Linked DNA regions of Mus musculus: all the other regions are linked to region 2. The links are chromatin contacts, called in public Hi-C maps. All regions are on one chromosome and are shown on one strand. The core of a region is the stretch at or near the end of the contact, and the rest is flanking DNA. Distances in the headings are between cores, read along the strand shown.

Region 1 (2,899 bases), core at 24-2,523, 98 kb after region 2:
CACCTGGTATAAGTCCAGCAATTTTTATTTTCACTGTACACATTTCCCCCCTTTTCACACAGTCTCCAAGTGGCACCCAGTACTTTCTCAGTACCTTATAGAAAGATTACTCCCCAAAATCTAAACTCAAGTTCGTAGTTATCCTAAGTTCACATCTATCAAAGAGTTTACACACACACACACACACACACACACACACACACCCCACAATTTACTGTAATAAATCTCTGCTAATCAGCATGCTTCTTTATATATTTCATCAAAACTCTAAACCATCTATAAAAATAGGAAGAAAACAGAACTGTGGCAAAAGTCAAGCTGCTCCATTCTGCCTAAGCATTCAGTTGTTCTGTAATGCCTTTTAAGCTGGCAAAAAGGACAAAGTAATGTTTTATTGGGTCAATTTATAATTATAATTTATAATTACTGTGTTAGCAACAATAGGATCTGTTAGCAAGGGGCTTCTTTTACAATGACTATTTTAGAGAAAGCCTGTTTTTCCAGGCTTATAAAATCAAGTGACTCATTCAACTTCTGAGGCAAAAATCAACATATAAAGAAGGCCTTATTCTACACATCGAAAACACGTTATAAAAACAACTGCATCAAGGATTTCTAGTGGTAAGAAACCAAAAAAACAAGGTTAACTGGGTGTGGTTGTGTACACCCTTAAGGCCAGCAGTCAGGAGGTAGATGCGGGAAGGGTGTGAGTATAAGGCTATCGAAGGCTGTATAAAAATAACAAACCAAGTTAAAAAAATTCTAAAGGGTGAGCATGGGAGTCCACACCTTTAATCCTAACACTTAAATGACACAGTTATCTGTGAGTTTGAGGCCAGCCTGATCTACAAAAGTGAATTCCAGGCCAGCCAGGGTGATACAGTAAGACCTTGTCTCAAAAAAAAAAAAGATTTTAAAAAGAAAGAAAAAGAAAAGGAGGGAGAGAGAAGGAGGAAATGAAAAAAAAAAACCCAAAACAAAACCACGAGGGTAATTGCTAGCTTGAGGGCTCATTAATACATTCCATCAACAGGCGCTCATAAATAGACAGTTGCCAAATTTTGCAACGTGTTCCATTGCAAACATTTATTGATATTTTTTTTTTTTGGTGCCCAGAATGTTTTTTCTTAAAGAAATGGAGTTCTAGCAGTTAGAGTTGCAAGTTAATTAGCGAAAGTCTAGATACTGTATGTCTGCCGTGAGAGGGTGGAAGCAGTTGCGGCAGTAAGAGGAAACATATGTTGGAATGATTTTTAGCCCTGGTTAGTTCTCAGTGTTCTAGTTTTGCTCCATGAGGACACCATTACAGAAAGATAAGAAAGCAGGGCATTTCAAAGCACTTTATATGCTAGTGTCTGATTTCACTTGAGAATTTCCAAGCTTTCTTACTTTTGATGACGGCACATGGTTTATGCACATCGGCACTGCTGAAGGTTTTATTTAACAAATGGAAACATAAATTTGGGAGAAAAGATAGAAAGGAGATACTGGCACGGAAAGAGCAAGAACTGAAAGTGGGGAGAGCTGGAGAAAATATGCATTTAGATCTCATGCCTCACCCCCATGTTGTTCACTCTTTTTCTTTCAACTAGCATGTGGTGAGCTGTGTTAGTGAGTATGAGGACCAAGTCATTCTATCATTTATTAATTTAATAAATGCTAGTAGAGTATTAACATTATACATAGAGTAAAGGATAGCAACCTGAACAAGACAGCCTCGATCATTACGCTCACAGACATGAAACAGATAGCAGCATTCTAAGCAAGGAGTTCAGGTCTGTCTCTGGCTATTTGGGGTTGAAGGCTTCAAAACAACAAAACAATAACAAGGCAAAAGAAAAACAAGCAAATAAACATAAATTAATACCTGTAATCCCAGGTACTTATGGGGTTGAAGCCGAAGGATCACCCGAAACAGAGTCAAGACCAGCATGGTCTATATAGTGAAATCTAAATCAGCTAGGGCTACAATGTAAAAAATCTCTGTCTCTCTGTCTCTCTCTCTCTCTCTGTCTCTTTCTCTCTCTGAGTGTGCGCGTGTGCGTGTGCGTGTGCGTGTGTGTGTGTGTGTGTGTGTGTATTTTAAAATTTGAGGACCAGTCTAGGCTACAAAGCAAACCTATATCTTCAAAACAAATAAAAATAAATCAGGGATGGAGGAGCCAGGCCTGGTAGCACAATCCTGTAATGTAAGCACTTGGGAAGTGAAGATAAATGGATCGGGAGTTCAAGGCCAGCTTTAGCTACATAGTTTGAGGACAATTGGGGCTACACAATGTCCTGTCTAAACCTACCCCGCCCACACACACACACAGAGGGCAGAGAAAAAGAAAAGAGCGAGTGTAAGTGTCATAAAAGACGAAGCCAGATCTCGGATTGCCTCCTGGCATCACAATAACTCCTTTCCACTAGATGGCTGAAGGTAACAGACAGAGGAGCCTGATAATACTGGCTGGAACCAGGACAGAGCAACTGGTCTCTAAGTGACTTAACTGATAAGTTAACGTCAGTCGAGCTGGGCCCTGAACAAAAGAACCATCCAGCTTACACACAGAGCACCGTGGAAAACAAACAATTGTTATTTAAGTCTCTCACAGTTTTAAGGGGGAGGGGGGTAATGTAGGCTATTTTATAATAGCTCATACAAGCTGTGCATGGTAGATCAGTCCTGTAATCCTAGTGTTTGGAAAGTTGAGACAGCAGGACTTTTTTAATGAATTTTTTTTTTACTGTGTATCATTTAAAAAGTCTGTTCTTCCATTATGACCACTTGAGAGATTTGTACTTCTTTTTTCACCATAATTTTTTATTGATCATTTAGAAACTTCACATAATGTACCCCAATCACACTCACTGTTCAGTCCTTCCAGACTTGCCTACCTCCCCTGTTCCCCCCACC
Region 2 (3,249 bases), core at 298-2,797:
GGATGAATAAATTAACACAAGCCTTCCCCTTCCAAAGCCTGGGCTTCATTCTAGGAATAGAAAGGAGGAGTAGAATTAGCAAATTTTCCAAGATGCCTCCCTTCCCCAATCATTCCCTTATGATCAGGCTTTTCTCTGCCTAGCTTAGGTCAATGTTGCATGACGAATCTTCCCTTTACATAAGGATTGGATCAGGCTGAGTTTTGTTAGCATGTTCAAATGAAGCCAAATCTGTCAACTTACAATTGTACAAAATTGGCCTCCTGGGACTCTCTCAGAACAGAGCCAAAGGCAAGCTAATAGTCATCCTACCTACCTCATAGGGTCAGGGCGAGAGGCAAGTGAGGTAATGGGCAGGAGCCCACTTTAGAAAGTAGCAATGAGAAGCACATTGGAGTCTTGGCCCCAAATGGACCAACAGGAGCTCATGGGCAATGTGAAGGCCTTACTTGGACAGGTGAAAGACGAGGCTCTTTTGTGACTCTTGGATTTGCCATTTTGCAGTGGCCGTTAGCCTTTCTTTCCAGCAATTCTTGGGAAAATACATTTTATTATGAGACTTTGGACACTGTATCAAAATTTATCTACGACTTCTCATTTTCTTTCTAAAGTTATACTTACCCTAACCAATCCACGATACTCTGAGGGACTTGTAAAAGATAAGCTGATTTTTCTTTCTTTTAGTTCATTAAAGAGACTGTATTTTTGTTGGTAACTTAGATTTAAATGTCAACAACCCTCCCAATCAAAAGTAAGTACTATGGGGAATGCTCACACTAGCACTTGCTGTCTTCCATGGGGGATCTGCCAGTGGATGCTACCCAACAGATATGAAATGGCCTTCTTGGAGAGCATTTAAATGCCCCATATTTCAAGTGCTAGAATGTTTGAGAGAATTTAGGAGTCCAGGCTCAAAGAAAGTTAAGAGTCAGAAAAGAGAGTTTTTTGTTTGTTTGTTTGTTTGTTTTTTGTTTTTTTGTTTTTTTGTTTTTTTGTTTTTTGTTTTTTTTTTTGTTTTTGGTGAGGGGATTCAGGTTTTGGTTCACAGGATTCCAATTGTGAAGAAGAAGGACTTTGAGGGTAGCCGAGGGAGAGTGAGCTCACTCTGGATGGAGAAGAGGAAAGAGTGCCGACTGTGCAGGGATCTTAGCCAAAGAGCCTTGGATCAAGAATAGACTAAGCTTGCAGAGGTAGCCAAAGGTATTTGAACCAGGGAATTGAGCAAGATTTATTGTCTAACTTGGCACAGACTAGACAGAGTTTGTCTTTGGGTCTGCTTTATGTGTTGGGCATGCACACATACCTCCTTACAGTTGAAGCCTTCAGATAGTGAGCCACAACCCTCAGCAAAATAGGGTCAAGATGTTGTTGGTCGTATCTGGAGTCTGCCCAGAACCTAGTGAGCAAAGTTACACTACACCTAGGCCTGCAAAGTAGATTGCCAGGCAGGAAAGATCAGCTTCTGGGCCACTGGCTAGCTCATCTGCATTTAAACACATTGTACTCAGCAGACTTGGTGGCTGGCCAGCACAATCATCATTGTATCCATCCTGTGGCCTCCTGGGCCACCAGCTCCCATGTACTGTGTTCTACTGATCCACTTTTGGTTCCAGATACTCTCCTGGTGAGCTGCCGCCTTGAACTGAGGAGAGAGAGAGAGAGAGAGAGAGAGAGAGAGACAGAGAGAGAGAGAGAGACAGAGAGAGAGAGAGAGAGAGAGAGAGAGAGAGAGAGAGAGAGAGAGAGAGAGAACGAGAACTCGTGTGTATGTGTCTGGAGGAGTCCTGGGTGGCCTCAGCCTCAGCTTCCCAGACTACAGTTTCAGGGCAAGCCTGTGCCTCTGAACTTTGCTCTATTAGTTCACACTGCAGGGGGAGATGAGACTAGTTCCCTGCTGGTTCTGTCCCATACGCCCCGTTATGATAGGCAGTGAAGCAAATCATTTGGGCTCTTGCCTGGCCTTAATGGGATAGAAAGGGCTTGAAAGGAACATCCAAGTATGTGCTTACTGTTTAGTTTTCCTGGAAAAATAATTTCTCTGGCAGGCTCAAGAGGGTGAGTTTGCCTTTAGAAAAGGATTGTGTCATATCCACACCCTTGTGGCCTCCTACCATGTCTGTCCATGGCTGAAAAGCTTGCATTCAGGGGGAAGAGTAAGCAAACGTCTCCTAGAAGTAGCTTTTCATTTTTATTCAAGAAAAACAAATGTGTTGTGTAAAGGGGAGAGAGAGAGAGAGAGAGGGAGGGAGGGAGGGAGAGAGAGAGAGAGAGAGAGAGAGAGAGAGAGAGAGAGAGAGAGAGAACCATCAGGTGTCTCTCTTTGGGGGCAATTTTAGCAATCCACCAAAACTTAGATTTTTTTTCTAAAGTATAGTATGAAATTGGGTGTGAGTGTTCAGTGTTATGGTTTTAAGGTAAAAGTGGAATTAATGGGATTAAGACTCTTGAGTAATTAAAACGGGGCAAAGGAATAAAAGGAAGAATGAGATGCTGACAAGATATGGCTGACTTAAGACATCATTCCTGAAACCATGTCCAATGAAGTCCTGCAGCTAAAGGGAGAAGATGGGAAAAATCTTGCAAAGGTAAAAATTTCCAAGAGAACGACAACCAAAATTAAGTCAAAACCAAACCCATAATGAATCCTACATGTTTCTAGCAGTGCTTGCCTGTCTTACATTGTGCTACATAACTGCAGCCTTGGTGCTGAACACACACAGCATGTGCCCCTCATACTGCCACACTGTGCAATGGCAACTGATGCTCCTTCAAAATGCCTTGGTTCATAGTGGAGCCTCTTGTGTATTATATGTAGCAGTATTCTGGTTGTTGAAGATGCTCTCTATCCTGCAGTATCAAATATTCAGCTAACATTTTAGTCTTTGGGTACAAATAAATAAGCATATTCATCTTAGTAACATACAGATTTGTTTTTATTTTTAATAAATGGTAAATTTCTATGTATACCAAGTAATTATTTTAAAAAAATAAGTGTCTTTGTGATTTATTATCAAAAAGTACCCAGTTGGTATACTGTGAGAGTTAGTGTTAAGTTTGCAACTTGAGAAAAGGTACAGTTACCTGGAAGATGGGTCTTTTGGGCATATCTAAGGGTATTTTCCTGATTTTGTTGACTGAGGTGAGGAGAACTGCCCACAGTGGGTGGCACTATTCCCTAGACTGTATAAGCAAACTGAGCACTAGCATAGATGAATTCATTGTTCTCTTCTGACTGCAGATATAATGTGG
Region 3 (2,977 bases), core at 112-2,611, 77 kb after region 2:
TAAAACACAGAGATTCCTCTTTCTTATTCGCCTATATATGTCCTTACTAATTGAGGGAGATGAGAGGAAGACATACACACACACACAGACATACACACACACACACAGACACACACACACACACACACACACACACACACACACACACACAGAGAGAGAGAGAGAGAGAGAGAGACTGGGGTCTCAGAAACAAAGATCATGGAAGCCCCCAGGGCTCATCTACCCAGTGACTTCTTCAAATCTTGCTGTAGCACTTTGTCGCCTTAGCTCCTAGGTGATCAAGTTGGCATGGTGGCTCTGAGTGGGCCAGCTGAAACACAGAAACTATACCCCAATAAAACTGTCTGTTCAAGAAAAAAAATGGTACATGTCCTGGAGCATCCAGAAGTGGAGTGGTTAAAGGCAAAGAAAGGATAGGTAGTCATTTGAAATGCCAGATCATCTGTCCGTTTTTTTTTTTTTTTTGAGTATGGCTATGTAGTATCAAATGAAATCTATATATCCTAGCAGGCTCACAAATGTCCTTTGCCGACACTGCAAGGCAACAACCAACTGTTTGGGTTTAGGAAAAATTAGGGGGAACTCTAGACTGATCCAGGAAAGAAAGACAGCTGCTTGGTGACAAAGCCTGTGGGGAGAGGGGCAGATTCCTATTGCTTAAGGCCCAAGCGCCTAGAAATATAGAAGAAAAGGAAAGCTTGGTTGGGCTCCAGAGCCACCAGCAGGGGTGTGTCTGCCTCCAACAGCTGGTACTAACGGTCCTGGCAGCACAAGACTCCAAAATGAGAACATCTTGTCCTCTCAAGATCCTTGGTGACTGAGGATTTGCTATGCTCATTATGAGAAGGTTCTGGCACCCTTCAACCCATTTGTACCTCTTCATCATCTCACTAAACATTTGTCATCTGGCAGGCACAGCTGCAGGCTCCTAAGAAACCATGACCCTCTAGACCTGTGGAAGACCCCATGGAAAGGCACCAAGTGGAAGAGTGCCTTGAGAGCCATCATTCCTAGAAGTCACTGGACTCTACAAGACTGACCACAGAAAACTCATGCCTCTGTCTTCACAGATGGCCTGCATGTTCCACCTGGATGGCACTTCAGAAGCCAGCGACTCAAAGGAGTCTGATTCTCCCCAGAGGGAAGTATATAAAAACTACAGGAGTCTTAGGAAGTAAATCAAAATAGCAGCGCATCTTGCAGCCTGGTGACCTATTTCCTGAATTGGATGCTGGAATCTCCTCATAGAACAGCCGATTGTGATGTGTTAGTATTTTCATGCTGTGCAGCCCTCTGGCATAGAGGCGCTGCCCCATTCCTTCCCAAGGAAATTCCACTGCAGGCAATGTTATGATTAGTGGACTAATAACACTTGTCGTTGGAATACTGCAGACAAAGCTCCAGTGTGGACTGGCCTCCAAGTCCCTTAATCACCTATTTCATCATCTCGACACTGAAGCCCTGGCAATGGGGGTGGATTTGTGGATCCCAATAATTAACCAAAGGGACAGCTGCTCTTTTGCATGGGGATCTCCCTTCCATTCATAATTCCAACCCAATCTGGGGTGTTAACTAGTGTGGTTACATTGGCCAATACTGGATGGCTGCTTAGGGTTTGGGGGGTGCTGCAGGCTCATTCTGAGGCAAGTCACCTGCAGGTTCACTCATGATATTTATGCACGCACAGTTTCCTTGTGATTAGCTTGCTGGCATTCTGGACCGGGGCCAGTGGAGGAGCCAGGAAATGCATGAATGTGCCTGAAAGATGATTGGGAGCACTGCTGATTCCCAACTACAATGGTGTGCTGCTTTATATTTCCCCTTGACGTTGTAAAGGGGGATGTGGAGGAAGAGATGCAGAAGCTCTGTACATTCCAAAGTATGTAGGAAGCCACTTGGGTGGATGCAAAATCAAGAGGAGATGGGGGAGGGGGAACAAGCAGCCAAGTTTTCATTCTGGCCCTTTTTTGATTTCATTTCAAACCAAATGGGAGTTAATTAGGCTCTGAAGGAACTTAACTTACAAACAAACCTGGGTGAAAAGAGGTGAGTAGAAGATGGTGAAGCTGACATGATCAGAAGGGGAAATAAGACCCTTTGGAGACTTACTGTTTTCTCACAACTTCTGTTGATCACCAGGCCAATGAACCTGACCTCCTTTGAAACCCCTGAGAGCCACCAGAGCTCTTTGGCCACATCTTTGAGGGAAGAAATAAACATATAAGGAGAGTGCTGTGATAAAGGAGAAAGCACAGAGTGGGAGAAAGAAAGGAAGACTGAAAATGAAGGAGAAAGTTCAGTTATTGCTGCGAATGGGCAATGCCTGGGATCCCTCAGCTGGAGCAGACCTCAGGAAGACGCTCTTCTCCAGTGCACAGACTGGACTGTGTGAGACACTTCAGCGGTCCCCTTGGAAACAACACCCAAAGCATACAACCCTCCATGATTGCCTTCCCACAAATGTTCTGCTCCAATCCCAGATTTCTTACAGACAGGTACTGTTCACAGAGTTCAAACAAGCTCGTTCCCAGAATGAGATAGCTTCCCTTGCCTGGAATCAAGTGGGAAAGTCTTAGGTTTCCAGCCCCTCTGGGCCCAGGTACCAAGGGAGCATCTGCTCCCTTCTCCACCCACTGTGGAAGGCCAAATTGTGCAGTGACCAGACAGCTCCTGGAGCAGAGGCCCAAACATTCTCTGGGAAAGTTCTACCCCAATCCCGTTCCCATTGACCTTTCCAAAATTCATTTGGCTTTATTTTGTGTTCCACAAGTTATGAAAGTTGGCTTCCAAGGGAGCTGGAGAGAGGCATTCCCAATGTGGGATTTAGAATTTTTCTTTTCCACTCAAGTGCCACAGTAGAGTTTAAGGCTGTTTCTCTCTCATATTTAGACAATGATGCAAAACCTGTTGATTTGTTCAGATATAATTGTCCCTCAGCAAGACAGATGGTTTCCGACAGAATGGAATAATTAGGAAA

What was found. A called contact is a pair of places that touch in the nucleus more often than the background predicts.
Region 1: a contact with region 2 is called in a Hi-C map of Sertoli cells, with 2.7 times the contacts expected there. The contact joins two enhancer-like sites. A contact is called at or near these places in 14 of 39 promoter capture datasets (the 3T3-L1 cell line, the C10 cell line, the HPC-7 cell line and 7 more), 5 of 484 Hi-C or Micro-C datasets (Sertoli cells, embryonic fibroblasts, liver and 2 more) and 1 of 9 other capture datasets (liver).
Region 3: a Hi-C map of embryonic fibroblasts shows a contact between it and region 2, with 1.8 times the contacts expected there. The contact joins two enhancer-like sites. A contact is called at or near these places in 7 of 484 Hi-C or Micro-C datasets (the 3T3-L1 cell line, 3T3-L1-derived adipocytes, the Ba/F3 cell line and 3 more), 1 of 115 datasets of contacts at active chromatin or transcription factors (embryonic stem cells) and 1 of 9 other capture datasets (adipose tissue).

Annotation. Positions count from the first base shown.
Region 1 is chrX:53,234,173-53,237,071 of GRCm38.p6, forward strand. It overlaps a transcript of Plac1 not described here. Among named protein-coding and RNA genes, the nearest start is that of Fam122b, 34 kb to the right of the region's middle. Within about 2 kb of position 1,274, at least 9 of the 459 cell types and tissues checked have an H3K27ac peak or open chromatin away from gene starts, as enhancers often do.
Region 2 is chrX:53,135,789-53,139,037 of GRCm38.p6, forward strand. The region is part of intron 1 of Gm35988 (a long non-coding RNA gene); the gene reads left to right. It also overlaps a transcript of Plac1 not described here. Among named protein-coding and RNA genes, the nearest start is that of Plac1, 23 kb to the left of the region's middle. Within about 2 kb of position 1,548, at least 4 of the 459 cell types and tissues checked have an H3K27ac peak or open chromatin away from gene starts, as enhancers often do.
Region 3 is chrX:53,213,305-53,216,281 of GRCm38.p6, forward strand. It overlaps a transcript of Plac1 not described here. Among named protein-coding and RNA genes, the nearest start is that of Fam122b, 55 kb to the right of the region's middle. Within about 2 kb of position 1,362, at least 13 of the 459 cell types and tissues checked have an H3K27ac peak or open chromatin away from gene starts, as enhancers often do.